Regions from separate parts of the Mus musculus genome. Here regions 1, 2, 3 and 5 are each linked to region 4. A link is a contact called in public Hi-C and HiChIP or PLAC-seq data. All regions are on one chromosome and are shown on one strand. Each heading gives the region's core, a stretch centred on a gene start, on an enhancer-like site or on the middle of the called end of the contact. The rest is flanking DNA. Distances are from core to core; before and after follow the strand shown. Region 1 holds the start of Galnt6 (polypeptide N-acetylgalactosaminyltransferase 6). Region 2 overlaps Galnt6 (polypeptide N-acetylgalactosaminyltransferase 6). Region 3 overlaps Dip2b (disco interacting protein 2 homolog B). Region 4 holds the start of Slc11a2 (solute carrier family 11 (proton-coupled divalent metal ion transporters), member 2). Region 5 overlaps Dip2b (disco interacting protein 2 homolog B).

Evidence for each region. Hi-C and Micro-C count contacts between places; a contact is called where the count stands out from the background. HiChIP or PLAC-seq counts read pairs in DNA pulled down with a chosen protein or histone mark.
Region 1: a contact with region 4 is called in an H3K27ac HiChIP or PLAC-seq map of embryonic stem cells, with 12 times the contacts expected there. The contact joins the promoter of Galnt6 here to the promoter of Slc11a2 in region 4. A contact is called at or near these places in 1 of 484 Hi-C or Micro-C datasets (embryonic stem cells), 6 of 115 datasets of contacts at active chromatin or transcription factors (embryonic stem cells, extraembryonic endoderm stem cells, microglia and 1 more) and 4 of 9 other capture datasets (adipose tissue, embryonic stem cells, liver and 1 more).
Region 2: a contact with region 4 is called in a Hi-C map of B cells, with 5 read pairs. The contact joins the enhancer-like site here to the promoter of Slc11a2 in region 4. A contact is called at or near these places in 1 of 484 Hi-C or Micro-C datasets (B cells), 8 of 115 datasets of contacts at active chromatin or transcription factors (the SCID.adh cell line, embryonic stem cells, kidney and 3 more) and 3 of 9 other capture datasets (adipose tissue, liver and pancreatic islet).
Region 3: a contact with region 4 is called in an H3K4me3 HiChIP or PLAC-seq map of stem cell-derived neural progenitor cells, with 4 times the contacts expected there. The contact joins the enhancer-like site here to the promoter of Slc11a2 in region 4. A contact is called at or near these places in 3 of 39 promoter capture datasets (the 3T3-L1 cell line, hippocampal neurons and stem cell-derived epiblast-like cells), 3 of 115 datasets of contacts at active chromatin or transcription factors (embryonic stem cells, extraembryonic endoderm stem cells and stem cell-derived neural progenitor cells) and 2 of 9 other capture datasets (liver and pancreatic islet).
Region 5: a contact with region 4 is called in an H3K27ac HiChIP or PLAC-seq map of embryonic stem cells, with 10 times the contacts expected there. The contact joins the enhancer-like site here to the promoter of Slc11a2 in region 4. A contact is called at or near these places in 4 of 39 promoter capture datasets (the 3T3-L1 cell line, 3T3-L1-derived adipocytes, cranial neural crest and 1 more), 5 of 115 datasets of contacts at active chromatin or transcription factors (embryonic forebrain, embryonic stem cells, microglia and 1 more) and 1 of 9 other capture datasets (embryonic stem cells).

What each region holds. Positions count from the first base shown.
Region 1 is chr15:100,726,525-100,730,887 of GRCm38.p6, forward strand. It overlaps Galnt6 (polypeptide N-acetylgalactosaminyltransferase 6), which reads right to left and starts at 2,852. Exons shown (of 12, transcript NM_001161767.1): 1 at 2,779-2,852. I730030J21Rik (RIKEN cDNA I730030J21 gene) reads right to left here. Exons shown (of 3, transcript NR_045782.1): 3 at 3,981-4,360.
Region 2 is chr15:100,704,504-100,709,024 of GRCm38.p6, forward strand. The region is part of intron 4 of Galnt6 (polypeptide N-acetylgalactosaminyltransferase 6); the gene reads right to left. Among named protein-coding and RNA genes, the nearest start is that of Galnt6os, 11 kb to the left of the region's middle. Within about 2 kb of position 1,963, at least 112 of the 459 cell types and tissues checked have an H3K27ac peak or open chromatin away from gene starts, as enhancers often do. A contact at or near this core is called in B cells and the SCID.adh cell line, where this site is marked.
Region 3 is chr15:100,142,380-100,147,021 of GRCm38.p6, forward strand. All of the region lies in intron 4 of Dip2b (disco interacting protein 2 homolog B), which reads left to right. Among named protein-coding and RNA genes, the nearest start is that of Atf1, 83 kb to the right of the region's middle. Within about 2 kb of position 3,287, at least 60 of the 459 cell types and tissues checked have an H3K27ac peak or open chromatin away from gene starts, as enhancers often do. A contact at or near this core is called in extraembryonic endoderm stem cells and stem cell-derived neural progenitor cells, where this site is marked.
Region 4 is chr15:100,420,708-100,424,885 of GRCm38.p6, forward strand. It overlaps Slc11a2 (solute carrier family 11 (proton-coupled divalent metal ion transporters), member 2), which reads right to left and starts at 2,348. Exons shown (of 17, transcript NM_008732.2): 1 at 2,255-2,348. Gm5475 (predicted gene 5475) reads left to right here and starts at 2,486. Exons shown (of 3, transcript NR_040351.1): 1 at 2,486-3,537.
Region 5 is chr15:100,061,638-100,066,086 of GRCm38.p6, forward strand. The region is part of intron 1 of Dip2b (disco interacting protein 2 homolog B); the gene reads left to right. Among named protein-coding and RNA genes, the nearest start is that of Dip2b, 25 kb to the left of the region's middle. Within about 2 kb of position 1,829, at least 22 of the 459 cell types and tissues checked have an H3K27ac peak or open chromatin away from gene starts, as enhancers often do. A contact at or near this core is called in embryonic stem cells, where this site is marked.

The DNA of each region.
Region 1 (4,363 bases), core at 1,602-4,101, 310 kb after region 4:
GTCTGTGTGTATGTGTGTGGTGTGTGTGTGTATGCATGTGTATATGTGAGTGCATGGGGTATGTGTATGTGTGCATGTGTGATGTGTGTGTGATGTGTGAGTATATGGGGTGGAGTGGGTGTGTATGCATGTGTGCTCACTTCCTTCCTTACCTGTCCTTTATTTGCCATTAGATGCAGAGCTTAGTTGAGGTAAGGATGGAGTTTCTTCCTGCACATCTCTTCCTAGGACTCAGGACCAGTCTGGGCCGGGCGCTGGAGGATAACCTGACGCCACAGAGCTCTCAGGTGCCAGCAGAATCTTTCTCAAAGCCCTTTTCTCCCTGGGTTGAACCCATCGTTGTTTACCACGCAAGCCTTTCTCCAGCACAATTACAGCATTGAGATACACACAGAGACAGGCACTGCCCTGCACTCGACCTCTTGCTGATTCAAATCCTCACACATCCAGTCCACTGGGGACGGACATTTCGGGCCTTTCCAGAAGAAATGCTGAGGCTATCCGACGAGCCAAGTTCGCCTAAGCTCTGGCACAGCCATTACTGGGTTCCTCTGGTCCTGAACACTTACTGGGGTACTCAGCCTCACTTCTGGAGCTGGAGATGATGGGATACGTCCGTCAGACCCGGGGAATGTTTAGGGCAATGCTACCTTACCTTCGGTTTTTCAAGAAAAAGAAGGCATTGGCTCCAAGGACTCAGACTATGATCCGCTGCACTCTTGTCACCCAGGCTCACCCTAGACACCTGGGCTCAAGCAACCTTGCCTCAACCTCCTGAGTAGCTGAGCTGTAGTGGTGACACACTCCTTTAGTCTCAGCACTTAGGGGGTGGGGGATGGGGCGATGATGAGCAGAAGCAGGAAGATCTCTGTGAGCAGGAACTCAGCCTGGTCTACACAGTGAGTTCCACCTAGTCCAGCCTGGTCTACACAGTGAGTTCCATCTAGTCCAGCCTGGTCTACACAGTGAGTTCTAGGCCAATCTGGGCTATGAAGAGAGAACCTGTCTCAAAGCACAAAGATGGAATAAAAAATCAAACCAAAGTCTCACCCAAGTTATATTTTGTTTTCTTTGGTCTTGACTTTTGCATTGAGACAGAGTCTTATAGTCCAGGCTGGCTTCAAACTCAACACGTAGCCAAGGATGAGCTTGAACCTTGGGTTTTCCTGCTTCCACCTCTTAAATGCTGGCATTACAGACACGGGCCACCATGCCCAGTTTATCCAGTGCTGGAGACTGGAACCAGAGCCTTATGCACACAGCTAGGCAAGACCAGAGGCTAAACTCACACTCAGGGTTGTCCGTCCAAAGCCACGACACATCTTATGTTCAGTTGGTCCCTAAAGCCCTTGCACCTTCTCATTTGCTCCCCGCCCCGCCCTGGAATGTTTACGTGGCGATGTGGCCAAGGTTCTGCAGCTACATTAGTGGCAGAGCTGAGTCAGCCACCTGTAGCCTTCATTATATACACCACAGCCTTCCCTACGAACAGCTGAGGACAGGGCCCCTCCCAAACCCGACTTCTGTTCTAGGCAGTGCAAACAGGACTCAGCCTATGGTTAGATCTCGGGTCTGGGTTTCTCCCAGTTGAACGTGGACGAAGACAGTTCTGATCTCAGAGGGCACCTGACACCCAGGGGGCCTCCCTTTCGCTGGGCTCTTGTGTATGCTGGAGGCAGTGCCAGCTGTGGGTAGTAATTACTCAGTACCCAGTCTCTTTCAGAGTTTCGATTGCTGTGGGGTCCTGGTATCCCCACCTCTGGGTTCTTTAAAGCACAGGGCGTCCATGAGGACACGGAGCCTGCGATGATGCAGGCTGCCCTTGGACAATCTGAATGAAGAGTATTTCAAAACCTTGATCTAGTCATCATATGAATTTGCCTATCTCATCCTTCTTAGCTTTTCTCTGCCAAGCAGGGAAACAGCTGTCCTGTCAGGAGAGCCCGGCCTATGTAATACACACACACACACACACACACCTGTGGTGAAGCGAAGGTAGCCCTGGAGGCTCTTTGGTGTGTCTGTCATTAACCTCAGTCATTGTAGGGATGAGCTCAGAGTGCAACCTTACAGCTCTCCCTGGAACCACTGTGGCGATTACGGCTCAAGACCCGGCCGGGTTCCTTTTTGTGCTTTGAGACAAGCAATCGCCAGCAGTGTCCACAAAATCAGGCGAGCCCTCTGCAGTGGTCTGGAGTCTCTAGATGACTGGCTTTTGGGCAAGTAGCAGGAGGATTCTCCTTTCTGTCATCACGAGGGAGGGAGAATCAGGAAGTTGGTGGTGACAGTCACAGTCATACACTCTACACAATACCACAGAACTCCGTCCCCCACTCCTCCAAAGCGCTAAGCATCCAAGGGGAGATCAATCAGGAAAGGACTCTGAGGGGCCCCCCACCCCCCACCAATGAGGCTTCTCCTGGTTTGTCCCTTCTGTTCAGGGTATGGCAGGAAGGAGTCCCAACGCTTGAGCACACGAGGTGGTCAAATCGGGGGAGGCACACAGTAGGCACCGGGGCGAGAGCGAGGAGAAGAGGGATTCCGGGGCTCCCAGTTCGCCCCTCAGCTTCTTAACCGCAGAGGTGAAGGGGTCTCACCGCGAGAGACGCTAGATGGCACCGCGCGGGGCAAAAAGCGAAGGCATGGGGGATGAGTCTGGCTCAGCCCCTTCATCTCACTGAGGGGGGTGGGGGAGGGGACGGCTGGGAGGGAGTCCCGGAGGAGCACGGGGCTGCCAGGTCCGAGGGCACCATGGGGTCGCGACCCGTTGCTGCTTACCTACCGCGCCGAGGCAAAGCCGCTGCCGCTGCCGCTGCCGCCGAGCTGCTCGTGGGTTTCCCGACGGGGCGACCGGGAGGGCGGGTCCAGGGCGGGTCCTGTCGAGGATGACGCCCCGCCCCGCTCGGGCAGGTGCTGTGACTCCGCTCCCAACCCCGGCATGCGAGGCCGCTCACGTTGGGTGCACGGTCCGAGGCCAGACTGCATCGCGGGCAGCTCCACCCCAGGGCACCGCCACCCCATGTCACCGCCACCCAAGGCCACCCGCATCCCAGGCCATCGCCACTCCAAGCCACCTGCTCCGCAGGGCGAGAGCAGCAAGCCACGGTGTGCAACGTGCTGGCTCGGTGGCGGAGGGGCTGCGGACCTCAGAGCCCGAGGCCAGCAGCTCTCAGGGCGGGCTGGGCGGCAGCGAGCCCCGAGGCTCTGTCCCAGGCGTCTGAGGTTGTGAACAGATAACTTCCCCTCCCATCTAACTGCCAACTGGCAAGTGCCCGGCCTCACCCAGCCAAATCCCAGCCTCAGTACCTAACTCCTGCTATCCAAGGGTAGGGTCAGTGGGAGGTTGCCGAGTGAGGTTCAGAAATGCGGTCCGGACACGCAGAACACCTTCGAGGTGGTTAGAAATGCAGATTTAGGTTTGGCACAATCCTAAAACCTAGCTCCGGAAGGCGGAGGCAGGGAGATCTTGAGTTCCAGGCCAACCTGAGCTACATAGGAGATCGCGTCTCAATAAATACAAATAAATATATAAATAACAAAAATTACTTAAACTCGCGTCTGATTCTGAGTCGTCCTGCCACCTAGACAGTGGCTGCTCATGGGTTCTGAGCCTACCATCCTGACGTAATTTTCTTATCCTAGTTCTGAATTCCTGGTGATTTGGAAACTTTCTTTTCGTGTGGTTTTAAAGAAGGGTTTTATTTACTCATTTATATGCATGTGGCCCTCCTAGCACACAGCCAGAGGTGTAATCCCTCAGAGCTGGTTAGAGGCAGATGCCTGGCTTTACAGGGGTGATGGGACCTGAACCCCGAGCTATACAGCAGTGAGCAGCAATTGCTCTTCACCAACAAACCATCTCTCCAGCCCTCATGTGTGTTTTCTGAGAAAGAGTCTCAAGTGGACAAAGGTAGTCTTGAACTCCCTACATAATATAGTTGAGTTTTGGCTTTTTTAAAAAAAAAAAAAACTACTTTATTAGGTTCTTATACGTCTACCTCCCGACTTTTATTACAAACCCCAACAGTAGGTTGGAGAGAAAGAAGTTAGAGGAGAAAGGGGGTGTATATAGACTACTTCTTGATGATTAGGGGTTCTGGTTCTCTGGGGCAAGATAGATAGGTATAGACACACACACAACACACACACACACACTCATTCCCACAACATAACTGGGTTTTAAAAGAAACCAAAATTCTCCATAGACTCGAGGATGGCCTTGTGCTCCTGATCCTCTGGCCTCGGCGTCTGCAGCTCTGAGATTACAGAAGTGATGTACCATGATCCCCAAGTTCGGATGCTTTCTGGTAGACATTGATCCCAGCATTTCGGAAGCAGGAGGATGCAGGAGGATCTGTGGCTG
Region 2 (4,521 bases), core at 713-3,212, 280 kb after region 4:
ACCACTAAGCTACACTGCCCCGCACAGGCCTAATCTTTGACTTTATGCCCTGTGTATGGGACTCTTCAGGGAGAGTAAAACAAGCCAAGCAGATTTAAAATACTAAAAGAGACTGTGGGTAATGTTCAGCGGTAGGCGCCTGCCTAGTGTGGGGGCTTCTTTTGGCCACAGTGGATAGAGATACATTCCTAAGGACCCTGGGACTCCATCTGAAATCCTCAGGACACAGAACATAGTTTTACTTCAAAGGACTCCATTTGGAGCATCCTCCATCTTATGTCTTAACTGTTAAGTTTGACGGTCCTGGAACCTGCTCTGTAGACCAGACTGGCCTCAGATTCCCCCTGCCTCTGCCTCCCCCGTGCTGCAATTAAAAAGACATTGTATCACTTCATCCAGCTTCTGTTTTTTGAAAAAAGATTGTCAAAATTATGCACATGTGTGTATGTCTGTGTTAAAATTACACACGTAGCCGGGTATGGTGGCACACACCTTTAATTCCAGCACTCCAGAGGCAGAGGCAGGCGGATTTCTGAGTTCGAGGCCAGCCTGGTCTACAGAGTGAGTTCCAGGACAGCCAGGGCTACACAGAGAAACCCTGTCTCGAAAAAAAAAAAATGCACGTGTGTGTGTATGTGTGTGTGTGTGTGTGTGTGTGTGTGTGTGTGTGTGTGTGTGTGTGTCTGTGCCCGCAAGTACAATGATGCAGAGGATGTCGGATCCCTTGGAGCTGGAGTTAAGAGGCAGGTTTGAGGCGCCCAGTGTGCCAATCTTGGGTCCTCCAGAAACCCAGTGTATGCTTTTAATTCCTGAACAGTCCCTCCAGCCCTCCCCTAGTTCTTAACTGTAGAATGGAGGCGCATGCTGTTTTGGCAGTGGAGGATGTCTCTGACAATTGTGTCCTTCCCTTCCGATTGTGGGTTCACAATTGGGCCTTCCTCTGTACACAATGCTTTGTAAGTCACAATATCAAACACACACACACACACTTGAACACCTACTATGTGCCAGTCACTAATGCAGGTGTTTTCATGCTGGCTTCATTTCCCCATCTCTCTATTGTTGTCACTAATATCAAAGACACACACACATACACCCAAATACCTGAGCACCTACTATGTGCCAGTCACTAAAGCTGGTGCTTTCACACTGACTTCATTTCTCCATCTCTCTATGAAGCTTACACTGTGGAACAGGGCATACCTACCTACCCTAGGGTTAACAGACAAAGTCAAGACTTGGAGCTCAGGTTATCCTAGTTACCATGATGACAACAGGATCCTAACCAGCCTTTGTGAGAAGATATACCTCCTCCAGGAGCCAAGAGGGCACCCACAGGGACTTAACAAGCATGAGCAGCTTGGGTTGAGGGGATCTCTTGCCCCCACCCAACCCCTCCTAAGTTATCTCCAGTCTTTATGCTTCTCCCTGTGCCAGACCCCAAGGAGAAGAGTGTGAAAGGGATTTATTCCGCCAAGCTCCCCTTTGGTTACTGCCTGGGAGAGCAGAGCCCCAGGGAAAGAAACTACAATTTGAAACTTGAGCTCTTCTGCTTTGTCTTCTCCAGTCCTCCTGGTAGGCAAGTGTCCCTGACCCACTAGCCTTGCAAATGAAACACTTCAGGCAGTCACCCGAGAGGGGGACTTGTCTTACTCCAGAAACGGAGCCACTTGTCTCTGGTGCCAGAATCTGGCTGCTCCAATTTAGCCTTCTATGGTGGCTTCAACACTGCAATGACTTAGCAAGTGTCTGCAATGCACTGTGCGATGCTGGACCCTGGCCTTCGTAGGGAAGGCCTGCCGTCATGGGACATGTGAGCCACAACCCGGCCACAACCTGGTGTTGCTGACAGGAAGGGAGGAACCCAGCTGGGCCTTCATCCTCTCAGCAGCTCAGCGGAAGCCTCCCTGAGACCCCACTTAGTTCCCCAGAGGAAGCCTTGGTGGAGATAACTCACGGGCAAGCATCACAGGAAGCGGGCTGTGTGGTTAGACAGTGAGAAGCACTGAGCTGTGACTTCAAGGGCCCTGTGCTATACAGCTCTCCCACGCCTTCCTTCTAGTCTCAGGAGGCTGGGCTAGAGGCTGCAGGTTCTGGTCCTCAGGCCCTTGAAGGACAGTCAGACAACTCTCTGCAACAGTCCTCTGTCTGTCTATCCTACCTGCTGTTTGTCCCACCTCTGGAGTTACTGGAAAAAAAAGACCCAGGAAAGAATATAGCACAGCTGAGTAAGAGACAGGAGGGCCAGCATATGGTCCCTCAGGCTTAGTTGCCATGGTCTGCCACTACCACCCAACCTTACTCCTCAGGTCAAGAGGTAAATGCCCCTTTCTTCTACCCCATGCAGCTCACGGCTCACATGGCACAGCCCCATGGCTCATACTACACAGCCCATGGCTCACACTCCACAGCCCATAGCTCACACTCCACAGCCCATGGCTCACACTGCACAGCCCATGGCTCACACTACACAGCCCATAGCTCACACTTTGCAGCCCATGGTTCACACTGCACAGCCCATGGCTCACACTGCACAGCCCATGGCTCACATGCACAGCCCATGGCTCACACTGCACAGCCCATGGCTCACACTGCACAGCCCATGGCTCACATTCACAGCCCATGGCTCACATGCACAGCCCATGGCTCACACTGCACAGCCCATGGCTCACACTCCACAGCCCATGGCTCACACTGCACAGCCCATGGCTCACACTACACAGCCCATAGCTCACACTTTGCAGCCCATGGCTCACACTGCACAGCCCATGGCTCACACTGTACAGCCCATGGCTCACACTGCACAGCCCATGGTTCACACTGCACAGCCCATGGCTCACATTCACAGCCCATGGTTCACACTGTGCAGCCCACAGCTCACACTGCGCAGCCCATGGCTCACACTGCACAGCCCATGGCTCACATGCACAGCCCATGGCTCACACTGTGCAGCCCACAGCTCACACTACACAGCCCATGGCTCATACTGTGCACCCAGGACTTCCCTCCTAACTTCGCAGTCTTCACTTGGATGTCTGACAGAAAGCTAACTTACCTCAAACCTGAACAAAACTCTGCACCTCAGTCCATGCCCTACCCCATATCCCCACATGACCTCAGCACCAGCACCCGTTATCCACTCCACCCTGAGCCAAGCTGAGTTCTCCCTGCCCCTTCCCTACCGGATTAGTTTTTAACCTGTTCCTATGGTCGCCTTAGTTATAACAGTCAACTGCTCTTCCAGACTCTTCTCCATATTGTCTCCCAGAATGTTCTAGATATGGAAGCAACCTTAAACTGCAGTTTTCTGGCCTGGGAGGCAGAGGCAGGTGGATCTCTGAATTTGGGGCCAGTCTGGTCTACGAGTGAGTTCCAGGACAGCCAGGGCTACACAGAGAAACCCTGCCTTGAAAAACACCAAAACCAAACCAACCAAGCAACTAAACACCACCACCACCGTGCCTGCAGGTTCCTCTGTCTCTTTACTGTCTGATGGTGCTGGAGCCAGAGTTCAGAGCCTCGGGCATGCCAGGTTGAGTGCTCTGCCACAGGACATTGCCCTAGCTCCAGAGCTCTCCCTACTTTCTCTTCAGAGTCTCTCAGCCAGGACAGCCTCCAACTCTTTATTTTTCCTTTTTTTTTTTTTTTTTTTTTTTTGAGTTTCAAATAAAAATACTTTGTGATGTTTCTGCTTGCATGTATGTCTGTGCATCACGTTATATATGCATTATGCTATGTGTCATTTCTGTGGAGGCCAAAAGAAGGTGTTGGATCCCCTAGAGTAGGAGTTGTGACCAGCCAGGTGGCTGCTGGGAATGTAGCCTAGGTCCTCGGAAAGAGCAGCCAGTGCTCATAAGTGTCGAGTCATCTCTCCTTCAGGCCTTGGCCTCTCTCCTGCCCCTGGTTTCAAACCCGCCCTGAGTGTCTGATCCTTCTGTGTCCACCTCCGGTACCCTGGCATTACACACATGTGGCATCATGCTCGGTTAATGCCATGCTATAGGTTGAACCCAGGACCTTGTGCATGCTAAAGCAAGCACTGTACTGACTGAATTATATTCTTGGCTCCCTCCTCCCCCTCCCCCTGCCCCTCCTTCCTTCTTCCTATGCCTCAGAGTTATCACTTAAAACTGTCAATCAGATCATTTGTGAGCTTGGCTTTTTTTTTTTTTTTTTAAAGACACGGTGTCACTATGTGGTCCAGGCTGGACTCAGGCTCCAAGTATCAAATACTCATATAATCATGGTTACAGGGCTGCTGTGGGGCACCTGGGTAGGAGGACAGAAAGCAGGAACACTGTCCCTCAGAGACACAGCCCTTGTGTGTGTGTAATAAGAACCGGTTAATCTGATCAAACAGTCAAATGTGTGGGCAATTTTATCCTGTGTGGACAGACGTGCAAAGGTTGGTTTTCTGTTCCCCAGGTAACAGCACTCAGCGTCAGGCCTGAGGAAGGGTTTTGGATAGCGTGTCTCTAGGATCACATGCAGACATGTGACGATGAATGTCACCATGGGCAA
Region 3 (4,642 bases), core at 2,037-4,536, 280 kb before region 4:
ATGTTTTGTGTCTCCAAATGCAATTGATAGTCATAGATTTAACCTATTAGTCTCCTCAATTGATGTTTTATCTCAACAGCCAGCATAGGAGTGGGTGGACTTGGGACAGAAATCTTTATGCTGTTAGAGATTTTAGGAGCATGATAATACAAATTTGATACAGATCTAAAAAAATAGACATCTGTTAATATATTCTTATATTTTTAAAGTGTTTTTTTCTATGTGAGGTTCAAAAGTAAGTGGGAAATAGATATCCCTCCCTCTCCACTTACCAGACTTGGAATTTATTCCTCCCAATGTAAAGTTTCTTTCCTGTTCACAATGTTTTGCCAAGCTGGGCAGTGGTGGTACACTCCTTTAATCCCCGCACTTGGGAGGCAGAGGCAGGTGGATTTCTGAGTTCGAGGCCAGCCTGGTCTACAGAGTGAGTTCCAGGACACCCAGGACTATACAGAGAAACCCTGTCTTGAAAAAAATAAAACAGAATGTTTTGCCAAATTTATTAGAAGAAGAAGAAACCAAAAAAAAAAAAAAAAAAAAAACCCTTATTTTTTCTTTAGCTCAAATACCAGACAATATTTTTTAAATTATTTATTTTATGTGTGTGAGTGTTTTGCTTGTATGTATCTGTGTATACTGTGTACATGTCTGGTGCCCTTGGAGGCCAGAAGAGGGTAACAGGTTCCATAGAACCATAGTCACAAAGTGTTACAAGGGCTGGGCACTGAACCTTGGTCCACACACAGTAAGAGCGGTGCAGCTCTTAACCCCTGCCATGGCTTTGGCAAGCTTCCCTGGGAGCCCTGTGGCTGTTCCCTGGTTACAGCTGCCACGCTGGGCTTCGCTGTTGGTCCATGCTCATGTCACTGTTCCCTTCTGGGTTTGCCGAACTTCTCAGGGCACTTGAGTCTGCTGTGGGCTCGTTAGCTGTGTGCGCTTCCTTCCCCACACATTTGTGGTGTCAGTATGTTTGAAAGAGAAATAGCTCTGTGGCTTCAAGTGTTTCTCAAAATGTAACCCAGGATACCTCTGGCAGACTAACACAATGAGGCATTTTGTGTCCATAGTGGTGCATACTTGAGGCCTACTCATTCAGAGTCTTGGATGGATTCCCTTCCACATTTGTGCAGTGTACAAGATGGGTCCTGGGCACAAAGGGGGCTCTCAGTCTTGTAGCCGTCCGTGTTGGCAGATTCCCTGCAGAATAGCTGAAGGTTCAGTTTCAGTAAATGGCAAAGGGCGGGGAGCTGTGTGACACGCAGCCCTCTCCCAGCCTCTGACAAGGCACTGTGGCTTCAGAGTAAATGGCTGCTCTCATGGCTCTGGGTTAGAAGAGAGAGCCCATCAAAGAATTGAGAAGGCTCTCAAGGAATGGGAACCTGTTTGGCAGGCCTTTCATAAAAGTCACTGCCACCGGGAACTTAGCAGCTCTCTAACCAAATCACAGTTGTTCACTGTTGAATGGAACCATAGTCCTTTGCAGTCTACTGCAAGCCTCTATATTTCTAAATGTGCGTGCTCTGTTCTTGTGGAACCTTCAAGAATTTTGTACCATAATGCTCTTGATCACATTCCAGGTGTTAATAATTTCATAACAAAGATACAGTCCTCTCTTCTAAGACCTGACTCAGCAGAGCAGAGTGATCAGGTTCCCTGTCCCTTTACCTTCTGTTCTAGGGACTTCTGAATAGGATTCAAAACACCTCTATGTGCTATTAGGGACATCTGTGTTGCAAGTAGAAAATCTCTCCCATTTTGAGGAGCTGGGCCTGGTGGTGCACGCCTTTAATCCCAGCACTCAGGAGGCAGAGGCAGGTGGATTTCTGAGTTTGAGGCCAGCCTGGTCTACAGAGTGAGTTCCAGGACAGCCAGCGTTACACAGAGAAACACTGTCTTGAAAACAAAAAAACAAAAACAACAAATAATAATAATAATAATAATAAAAACAAAATAACAACAACAAAAAAACAAACCCCGAGATGTTGAGGTCCCTCCAGGCTATCTCACACAGCCCCCCAGTGTGATAGATCTTGGTTTTCTCATTCAACTGTCCTGCATATACCCAGGTACAAGTACTTTGCTCCAGAGAGGGAAGGTATGAGACCTATATCCTCAGGTTCTGCTAGCTTCTTCTGTTAGCAGTGGAATTTGCCGCTTTTGGGGGCAGTGGTGATGCACGCCTTTAATCCCAGCACTCAGGAGCAGTGGAAGGCAAATCTCTGAGTTCTAGGCCAGCCTGCTCTACAGAGTAAGTTTCAGGGTAGCCGGAGCCACATAGAGAAACCCAGTCTAAGAACAAACAAGCAAGCAAAAGTGGCTTGGCTGCTCCTTTTGTAGTTGAAGCCACTTAATGTGTCCCAGGACCTGCAACCTCTAACTCAGGGCCATCACATAGTTTTATCTAGCTATGTCCTTTTGCTAGTCCTGAGGACCAAAGTTAAGAGGCTGTATTCTAGGGAGGAGGAAGAGGAGGAAGAGGAAGAGGAGGAGAAGGAGGAGGAGGAGGAATGATGGGATTGCTCATCATTGAATATTTTTAAAGTCAGCATCTGGCAATTATACAATGGTCAGAACGCAGGCAGCTGGGGTGGCTCAATGGAGTTTGAACCTCCAGCTCCTTCCTAGGCTGAGTGCAGTGGTACACATCTGTAACTCTAGCACTGTGTGCGGAGGAGGCAAGTGGGTTCCTAGGGCTCACTGGCCAGCCAGTCAGCCAGTCACCAAACCCATGTCAACCTCTGGCCTCCAGAAACACACACCTGCAAGCACACCCCACCCACACATACAGCCTCCTGTGTACCACAGTCCTCTTCGATCTTTGTACATTGACTGTCAGCCCACACGTCCGTGTGCTGTGTTGTGTGGAGCTCACTTCTGGGGCACAAGTCACTCTGCTCTCCCTGTGGGAGGTACAGTCTCCTGGGTTACTAACCGGATGAAAATTGAGAGCTGCCTGATCAAACGGGTTTAAGGAGGAAAAGCTTTAAGGGGGCGGACGTTTTGGCTTTATTTATGGTGTCATGCAGTTTAGAAGCAATGAGAACAGTTGGCATGGAAAATGATTTGTCTTTTTTTTCATAAATGACTCTCAGATAAGACCTCAGTCAACCTAAAATGTGATTATTGACGCCTATGTTAAACTGCCGTGGATTAGAAAACTCAAGTTTTCTAAGTGTGCAGTGACTCCTAGTGTTAGCACCTGTGGCCTTCCCCATCCTTTACTGCCTGAGTGACTGTGCTGCAGTTGTCTCATGTGCTGATGTCATGAGGCGATGACCTCAGCTCTCTTTATAGAGGTCCTTTGTGTAACGCCACTGCTCATTCATACAGAAATAAATACAGTGCTGACCCACAGACTAACTTAGTTATTTCGGTTTCCGGGCTTCCCTGCAGCCTGTGAGGTTATTGTTTGGTGCAGTGAGAGAGGGCAGGTGACCCCAAGTGGAGGGAAGCTGTGTGTGGACGTGTGCTCTGACAAGGTTCCTACCTGCCAGGGATGGGCTGGACGACAAGGAAAAGCTTTTCTCCATAATGTGTTAATCTCAGCCTCTGCATTTCTTTACCTAAGAATGATGCCCTGGGGCACACTGGACATTGCTGGTTTTCATCCACCTCAGAGGTGTTGTATGGGATTGCGGTGCCTTACCCTGTGCCAAGGACTTTCACTAAGACGGCCCTGCCAGGCTGTGTTGCCTGTACGTGTTTGCAAGATAGGGAGAGCAGTGGGTCTGCAGACAGGAGAGAGCCAGATGCTCATTGTCAGTGGGTAATGGTTAACTCAGTCCTTATCAACCCTAAGTGTCACAGGCAGGAAACCCCTCTCACCTGACAGTTGCCTATATATGCACAGTACCACAGAAGGGTAAACCTAACTAGCCATCACCTCCTGAGAGCTGCCATTCTGTCACTTAAATGTTACTTGAAAGAGAATCCCTAGGCTGGGGATGAGGCTCAGCATGAAGCACCCCCCCCCCTTCAGTCCCTAGCACCACACAACAGATTTAGTAGCAGGAGAAATGGCTCTTCTGTGTGAAGAGCTTGCTTGCAGTCACCTGCTCCATGCCCAAGTGAGATGTCGCGCTACTTTGTAGTGATTGTTAGAGTGCACGCTCATCCGGCATGTCAGTGCACTGTGGCTTACTCGCCTAGACCTAATTTTGTTACCTGTTGTGTGGGCCCAGAGGCGGGATCTATTGTTCCTTTCTTTTCTAAAAGATTTTTTTAAAGTTTTGTATGCCTGAGGGCTTTGGCTATATGTATATATATATGCACTGTGCCATCTCCTAGAGCTGGAGTTACAGGCTCTTGTGAGCTGCCATGTGGTAGCTGGGAACTGAACCTGCGTCTTCTGGAAGAGCGTCCAGTGTTCTTAACTCCTGAGTCATGGCTCCAGCTCTGGTGGGCGCTGTCCTCCAGGGCCCGTCCACTCAGTGCTCCTCAGCACGTCTCTGCTTTCAGGTGGTGTCTGTTTCAGGTGCCATTTTCATTCTTGTAAGTCTTAGCAAGTTTCAAGTTAAGTCTTTTTCAAAATTTGAAAAGCCTTTTCAAATTTGATTTTTACAGTTTTATTCAATTAAGATTGACATAATATAAGTAACTTTGGAGGGGACAGTTGGTGCTGTCTTCACACACCCCAAGCCTG
Region 4 (4,178 bases), core at 1,098-3,597:
TTTTCTCCAGAAAAATCTGAAGGACATCTTTCCTTAGATCACATTCAACCCATTTGTCCTAGCAGGGACCTTAGAAATTTACCTGCTTTTCTTAAAAGAAAACGTATGCGTCAAGTCAGACCAACATAGAATAAAAGATTTCCAGCCATAGATGCTTCCTTCTGCTCTTTGGAACCTAATAAAATTTTAATAATTAACTTGTAGCCTTATCATTACATATCAATTTTAATACATTTCAACCTAAAGAAGTATTAAACTGTTGTAATACAAAGAGAAGCAAGAAAACTTAGGCCACCTGCAGCGCCACACATGGGCAGGGGCTTGATGCCTCTGACCAGCCACTTTCCAGTTTCCTATTCAGTCCCTAACAATGTTGCTGAGCAATGAGCAACAGCTGCTCCTACTCCTGGCATCTCCAACCACTGGAACGGAATTGATGGTGAGGCTCACATACAGGTGCTTGCTGTAGCAGAAATGAAGCCATCTGATAAACAGCACCACCCCCGCCCCACAAGCTCTTGGCTTCAAAATCAAACAGAAAAAGATCCTACTTTGTGGAAGGAATTCTCTCTAGTCACTCACTGAGTCACAACTGAACCATAGCTGCTCACTAGCCCTGCTGATTGATGATGCAGCTTCTGCTTTCCCGAGAGTAGAATCTCTCCTCTCCGAGATTCACATCCAGCTTCCCTATTCCTCAATGGGAGGAGCTGACACGATGTTCAGGAATTCCCCTTCTGAGTCCCACAGACCTTCCCGGAACACGAGAGAGCATGTGTGCTGCAGTCATCTGCCTTTTAGGTCTGTGTCCAAAATAAACTCAGCCCAAGCAAGACTGAGTAAAATAGCTAACAAAAAACACCAGTGAAATCTCAATGTTACATTTACCAGCAGAGCTACTGCAGGAAACAGCCTAAAACGTTACTTAACCACCCCATTCAATAAACTCAGCAGAAGCCAAGTTTGAGTGGTAAAAGTCTGTGATCTCAGCAGAGGCAGGAGGATCACTGTAAGCTAGAGGACAATTTGGTCTACACTGCAAGTTCAAGGCCAGTTAACGAGAGGTAGCCAGATCTAGTCTCAAAAAGACAAAGAGTAAGAAGGTACTGTCAGCACCTTGCATCTCTTCACCTGTAATTAGATGCACTTGCAGACTAACAGTATGGCTAGAAAGCCTTGCCTGGAGGACCTTTGGCAATAGCCCAGGGGACTCAGGGCAAAGACTACTGAGAAGGTTAAAGTCTTTAAGGAAACAGCAGGCACAAGCAAGCAGTAATTTAAAAAAAAAAAATACCGGTCAGCAGGAGACTGCCCTAAGCACTTTACCTGTATTAACTAACAACACCAACAGCCCTGACAGACCCAACCTTCACCACCACCACCACCACCACCCCATCCCCCCACCCCACCTTTAAGTGTGGACCGCAGGAAAGCTTAAGGAGCCTGAACCAAAAGTTAACACAGCCAAGAAGTAAGGAGACTTGGTCAGGGTGGAGAATGCCACGGTGGACAACGTGGACAGTTTCCCGTGGTTTCCCCACGGGTCACATGGAAGCTCTCGGATGCCCACCGGCCCTCACCAGCTCTTCTCCCATATTTTGCTTTTGCTGCCTTAAATCACACCGTTGAAAACCAAGGGATAACCGAGTGTCTCCATTTTATACAGCGGAAACTCTACTTCTGAGGATGCCCTTCCAAATATGATGTATCCAAGAAACGGACAAAGAATCCAAAGGTGGAATATCAAACAAATGAGTTTGCAAACTACCCGGCCTAGGACGCCGCTGAGAAGGGGAGTATCCATCGCGTGCAAGTGTCCCTGAACGAGGCCTTGGAAGGCGCAGGGTCCCAGGCTGCACACACAGCCGGACAACCGAGCAGCACTCAACCGCGAGGCCTGAGGCCTTCGGGCAGACCGCGCAGCTCCCGCAGCCGCTGGGCTGACAGGGCGCTGCGCTGCAGGGCACCCGGGGCTCCGGGAGGGCACTGCGGTCGCACCCCCCGGCCGGCCGGCCGCGGAAGGGTGGTCCGGTGTCCCGGGTGGCGGTGAAGAGCCGAGGCCCGTGATCGTCGGCGCCTATGCTGAGCCGGGAGCCCTCCCGGTCTCCTCGGGATACCGGGTTCCCTCCCCGGGCTCGCCGCTGCGCCCTCCCCGCAGGCTGCTCCAGCCCCGTAGGTCGCCGTCCGAGCCCCCTCGCACGCCCGCGCACAGCGGGCCGCCGTAACCCCTGACCCTGCCAGCACCCCGGCTTACCGGCTCCGCCACCTCCACACACGCCGCGCCGGCGACTCCATATCCCAGGAGCCAGCGGCGACCCAGTCAACCTCCTGCCCTCCCGTGATTGGCCGGCCGGGCGGGAGCCCCCCTCTCCTGATTGGCTGGACTCCTGCAGCTGCGGGATTGCGTGGCCGGCGGACCGGGAACGGAGGCTCCGCCCATCCGAGCTGCCTGGGGGCGGGGCCTGAGCGGGGGCGGGGCTGATCCGGAGGCGTGATTCCGCCGGGCGCGCCACGGTCCTCGCAGTTCAAACCTTCGGCGTTCTTATATTGGCAACTCCCATCCCCGGAATGCTCGGGACATATACATTTTTGTCATAGTTCCCGCCACTTCCTTTTAGGCAGCTACACGCCTTTTTCCTCCTAAGAGATGATAACTCCGAGAAACAGCTACACTCGATCCTAAGGCGCCATGGCAGTCCCTATTAGCTTCTTGAGCCACTGCTCGGTGCCCACTGACGCGCCAAGAACACCCCACGCCTGGGAGGAACCGAGAAACTTCGACCAGTGGAGCCAGTTCGGCTGCACCCGTCGTCCTACTCCCAAGACTCACAGTGATCCCACCTGGCTCTGTCTCTTCTCCACACATTTTATCCTGCCTGCCCCCAAAACAGTCCCACTCCATCCCCGGCCTCAGCCTCACCTCTTCGCAGTTTTATGACCTGACAACCCCCCGCCCCAAGTTGCCACCGAAAAGGACTTCTCGATTTCCCCTACAACAGTATAGATGACAGCCCTGTTTTCTTCATATAGAAACTGCCGGGAGAAATGTTCATTATTTGGTAAGAACGGAGATAGGAAGAAAGGGTAAACCCTAAAGATGGAAACTTTAAAAAAAAAAAAAAAATGACAGCAAAAGCAAACAGAAAGGCCCCTGGCTGGGGCTGCTGCTCTTCATACAGAATCGTCACCTGAAAGAAGAGAAACTACAAATTAATCTTGGCCGCCTCTCCAGCTCATCCGTGGCGTTGGAGAAAGGCTTCTTAAATGCCTTCGAGCCCAGAACCTTTCTTCTGGGACCTTCCGCTGCATCTAGAAAAGAAAGGGGCGAGATCTGTTTGTGTCAGCGTCCAGGTGTGCTCCTCGGCTGGCCAGCGTCCCTGGGCTGTGGCCACTTACTTAGCTCACAGTTGGGAGCAGCTGCTGCCGCCCTTGGCTGCTTCTTCCCCATGGTGCAGGACTGGTTTGGCTTTTCAGAGCAGCGCAGCCTCTATATATGCAGAGGAGTACGCCTCCCCTTGGCTAGAGAGAACACTTAAGGTAGGTCAACACTGAGGGAAAAATTTCAAACCGCACCCTTCAAAGCATAATCAAATTTCATCTTTGACCGGCCATGAGAAGGAGGAATTGTATTTCTGCCACTCCTAGTTATTAGTAAAAATTAATTGAGTTAAAAGTTTTCTTCTGAGATTTCATTTATGTGCCATTCGGCAGGGCAGGACGTGGAGGCGGGCAGTGGGTGCCCTGGCGGTAATGTAGTAAAGCCTTTTGTCTGGAGGCCACTCCCCTGGGAGTTGAAGCTGGGGTTCAGGGACTCACTCCACTGTAGATGAGCAGAGGACTCTGTCCCTGTGAGAAGGGAGGTGGAACCAATTAACCCGAAGCCTTGACAGCCCACATCCATTTTCCACTCAGTACGTGCCACACTGAAGTGATTATAAGACTTCAAAGTAAAGGTGAAAACGCCACCTGGTCTCTCCCTCCAGATCTGAAGGAGCCAAGGGCGGCCATTAGCTAGTCAATCAGTGATCTCCAGGCAGGGGAGCAAAATGGGCAGAACCAGAACTTAGTACCCGACAGAAAAGAAAAAGTCCCGAGGCAGCAAAACAGAAATCCAGGGCAGGGGTTTTTCTGTGTAGTAGGAAGAAAGCTTACAGAAAGAAGGGGGGCGGGGGGGTTGC
Region 5 (4,449 bases), core at 579-3,078, 360 kb before region 4:
AGTGCAGAACAGTACAGGCGATGCGTCTCTAGCCATAGGACTTGGTGGGCTGAGGCCAGCACACAGTTAGAAGTCATACTGAGATTGTGCCTCAACAAACCAACCAGTAAAGAACAAAGAGCAGAACAAACAAGAAGAGAGGGCCATGTACAATTCAGGTTTGTTTCTGCAATGTTTGTTTTGAGGCAGGGTCTTGTTGTTCTGACTAGCCTAGAGCTGGAATTATAGGGGTCATGTGCCCCCTGAGGAGGGGCTGGGAACTGGACCTAGGTCTCTGAAAGAGCAGCAGGGGCTCCTCACCGCCAGCCATCTCCCTAGTCCTCAGAATCAGTGTTTTCAAAGTTTGTAAAACTGAGTTCAGTAGTTCAGTGGATTTACATTGCATTTTTACAAAAGCAATGCACCCATGAGCCTACTGTGGTGGTGAAGAAGAAAACATTGGCCAGGGATGTGGTTTAGTGTATAGAGCGCCCATCTATCTTGCAGAAAAGCTAAGAGCCCGACACCCCATAAAACTGCCTGTGTTGGTATACACCTGGAGGTGGAGGCAGGAAGACTAGTTCAAGGTTATCCTCAGCCATATAGTGAGTTGGAGGCCAGCCTGGGCTGTATGAGACACTGTCACAAAACAAAACCAGCAAAAAAGAGTGCCAACATCTCCATTATCTGGAAGTGCCCCTTCCCAGCTAGCATCCCCACAGACGTCACCGAATGCGGCCTGTGCACTTGTGTGCTTTACATGTTCTTGCGTTTATTTAAGTGGCATCTTAGGAATGCTGTCCTTTGTCTCTGACTTCACTTTTGGGTCTGTGCTTTCTCCTCCATGGTACACAATACTTATAGCTGTGATAGTTCATTTGCTTTGTTGTTGATAGACATGTGGTCTGCTTATATTTTTTGACTTACAAATGCTTGCTTTTCTTGGTGTCCATATATTGGCTATAGCCAGTAGTAGAGCTGTTTGGTCACATAGTACATGTATGTTTATTTAATTTCAGTTTTTGTTTTTGAAGTGTTTTTTGTTGTTGTTTTTTTTTTGTTGTTGTTGTTGTTACTTGCTTGCTTGCTTGTTTGTTTGTGATAGGGTTTCTCTGTGAAGCCCTGGCTGTCCTGGAACTCTCTTTGTAGATCAGGCTGGCCTCAAACTCATAGTAGAACCACATGTCTCTGCCTTGTGTACTGGGACTAAAGGTGTGTGCCACCATGCCAGGCTTCTTTGAAGTGTTGCTCTGAAAGCTGAGACATTTAGTACTTTGTGAGTACTGACAGTGTGGTAGAGCCTCACTTCGATAGAACACAGTTAAAATGCAGAAACACTGAGAGTTTATCTATAGGATATTTATATAGATATGCCCTCATCTACATATTCATATATATGTTAATTTTAAGGTTAGGCTTATGTCTTAACCCTGATACATATCACTATGAACATGGAAATTCTCGTGCTGCAGAGCTCAGCGATTTTCCTTAGCACAGGCTGATTGGTCTTTCTTGCTGGGCTCAGGGAGGATGGTCACATGAAGTGTTAGACTGAATACAATGCCAGCGCTGGGAGCCTGGAGCCTTACTGAGCTTCCAGCACCACACACAGTGGGCACATGGGGAGGCAGCACAGGCATTGTTGAGTCAGTACTGAATTTCTTCCTGTCTTTTGTCGTTGCTGATTGGAGATCCACATAGTGTATCTCAATACAGATTTTATGACTGACACTGACTGGAAGTAAAGGTAACAGTGAACTCGCTTGCTGTGTGGGACCAGCTGGGGTGAGCACTGAGGCTGTTAGAGGAAGGCCTTCACTTTGGACTTTGGAAGAAAGTGAGATAACTGAAGTTAATGACTGGTATTTTGGTCAGCAGTGTGATCACATTCAAATGTATGCCATTTGAATACCCATTAGTAGGTCGGGTGATTTGCGGGGTGTGGCCTAGGCTGCAGTACAGGCATAAATTAGATAGCACTCTCAGTGTATGGTCTCAGTCTATCCAGAAGAAAGCCGGGCGTGGTGGCGCACGCTTTTAATCTCAGCACTCGGGAGGCAGAGGCGGGCGGATTTCTGAGTTCGAGGCCAGCCTGGTCTACAGAGTGAGTTCCAGGACAGCCAGAGCTACACAGAGAAACCCTGTCTCGAAATTACAAAACAAAACAAAACAAAACAAAACACCAGTCAGTCTACCCAGAAGAGTGACACAAGCCAATGAGCCCATAGTGCCTTTGTGAGGATGTCTCCAAGGAAGTAAAGGGGGCAGACAAATTCCAAGTGTGAAGCTGTACTGGACCCAGCTAGGGAAAGCTGGCCGTGATGTCCGTGACATGGACACTCGTTTCTTTTCCCTTACATAACTGTGCGTAGGTGGCCTGGGGCTGCTGGGATGTGTGGAACTGGAGTGCCTGTGTGCTTGCCCACATGTGTGAGGTCACCTTGGCTTAAGCACTCGGATGGCAAAGAGAATAAAGAGTTCATCTGCTTGGCTCACCCATAACCAGGCAAGTGCTGGGTTAGAAGTGTAGTTCTCCTGTCTGAGAATGACACCAGGGCCTTGCTCAGTTCCAGGATTGAGCTTTGAGAGACAACGATGCTTAAATTGTGGCTTAAAGATTTGGGGATCAGCTAGGTAGACAAGGAAGCCAAGAGTAGGGAGTTTGAGAAAACATGGGAGTTCAGTTCTAGGCTTGATTCAGATCAGCCAGAGTCAGGGAGTGGCTCCGAAGTACCTGAGGTGGCAGGCCTATAGCATCGCATTTTCTCATTGCTCATGTTCTGTCTTGTTGTCAGCCACAGCCTCAAACTGTTTATTTGGTTTTTATTTTCCAGGATGAATTTGAACTTCTGATTCTCCTGCCTCCACCTCCCAAGAGCTGGGATTATAGGCATGCGCCATCATGGCCAGGTTTATCAGAACTTCTTCTTTGGCTGTGCACTGTGGTGCACGCCTTTCATCCCAGCACTTGGAAGGCAGAGGCAGGCAGATCTCTGTGAGCTACAGGCCTGCCTAGTCTACAGAGTGAGTTCCAGGACAGCCAGAGCTATGTAGAGAAATCCCATCTCAAAATAAATAATAAAAAAAAAAAATAAAAGGTTTTTGGCAAAAACTTTTATGACCCTGAGTGATTGATGAAGTGTCTGCCTTCCCTGCAGTAGGAAGCCTGGCTGCCACCCGACTCTAGGTCAGGCTGATTGTTTTGTGGTCCCTGAAAGAGATGGTGACATAGCAGGCTTGTGAGGGATTTTTAGTTTTCCAAACCTTGCCAGAATGTCCCCTGTCTCCCAGCAGGAGTAGCTGTGTATCACCAAGCCTGAACATTATTTGTTTGTTTGTTTGTTAAATTTTTTTTTAAGTGACAAGGTCTTACTGTGCAGTCTAGACTAGCCTTGGACTTGCTTGTACCTTCAGAGTGCTACTAAGACCAGTGATTTTAAAAAATACACCTGCCAAACACTTGCCCTTTAAAACATATATTTCAAGGGCTGGAGACATGGCCCAGCAGTCAAGAGTACTAACCGCTCCTCCAGAGGACCCAAGTTTGATTCTTTCCACCTACATGGTGGCTCACAACTGTCTGTAACTCCAGTTCAGATGCCCTCTTGCAGTCTCTTCTCGTACCAAGTAGGCAAACCACCTAGATGCATAAGATAAAAAGCTTTAAGAATGTGCATTTCAGAGACCCTCAGTTCATTCCGGCTGTGCAGCTGCCATCACTGTGTGGTTTCAGCTCTTACATTTGACTCTGACCTTCAGATTTTACATGTGATACTGATAGCAGCTCATGTGTGCTCTTATGCAGATGGAGATCCAGTTCTTTTAGTGTCATTGTTTTCAAAGAACCCCCGTCTCATTTCATTGTCTTAAACCCTTTTTAAAAATCAAGGACTAGGGGCTGGAGAGATGGCTCAGTGGTTAAGAGCACTTGTTTGTTCTTCCAGAGGTCCTGAGTTCAATTCCCAGCATCTACATGGTGGCTCACAACCATCTGTAATGGGATCTGATGCTTTCTTCTGCTATGAAGGCATACGTACAAATGGAGTACTCATATAAATGAATTGATAGATAGAAAAATCAAGGTCAGCACTTAACGGCCTCTTGGGGACTCACGTTCAATCCCTAGGAACTACATGGAAGGAGAGAACTGACTCCCAACAGTCTTCCTCTGACCTACCCCCCATATGTACACATACACATACATACACATACATACACATGTATACACATGCACACATACCGCAAACACCCCCTATGCACACACATACATGTATAGACGTACACCATGGCATGCACATTTACACACATACATATGACACACACATGTACACATACACACACCATACACAACCCACACACATGCATACACCATGGCATGCACACACGGTACACACATGTACACATAGACCACACTCAGACATCATACCCACGTACACACACACACACAACACACACACACACACACACAGG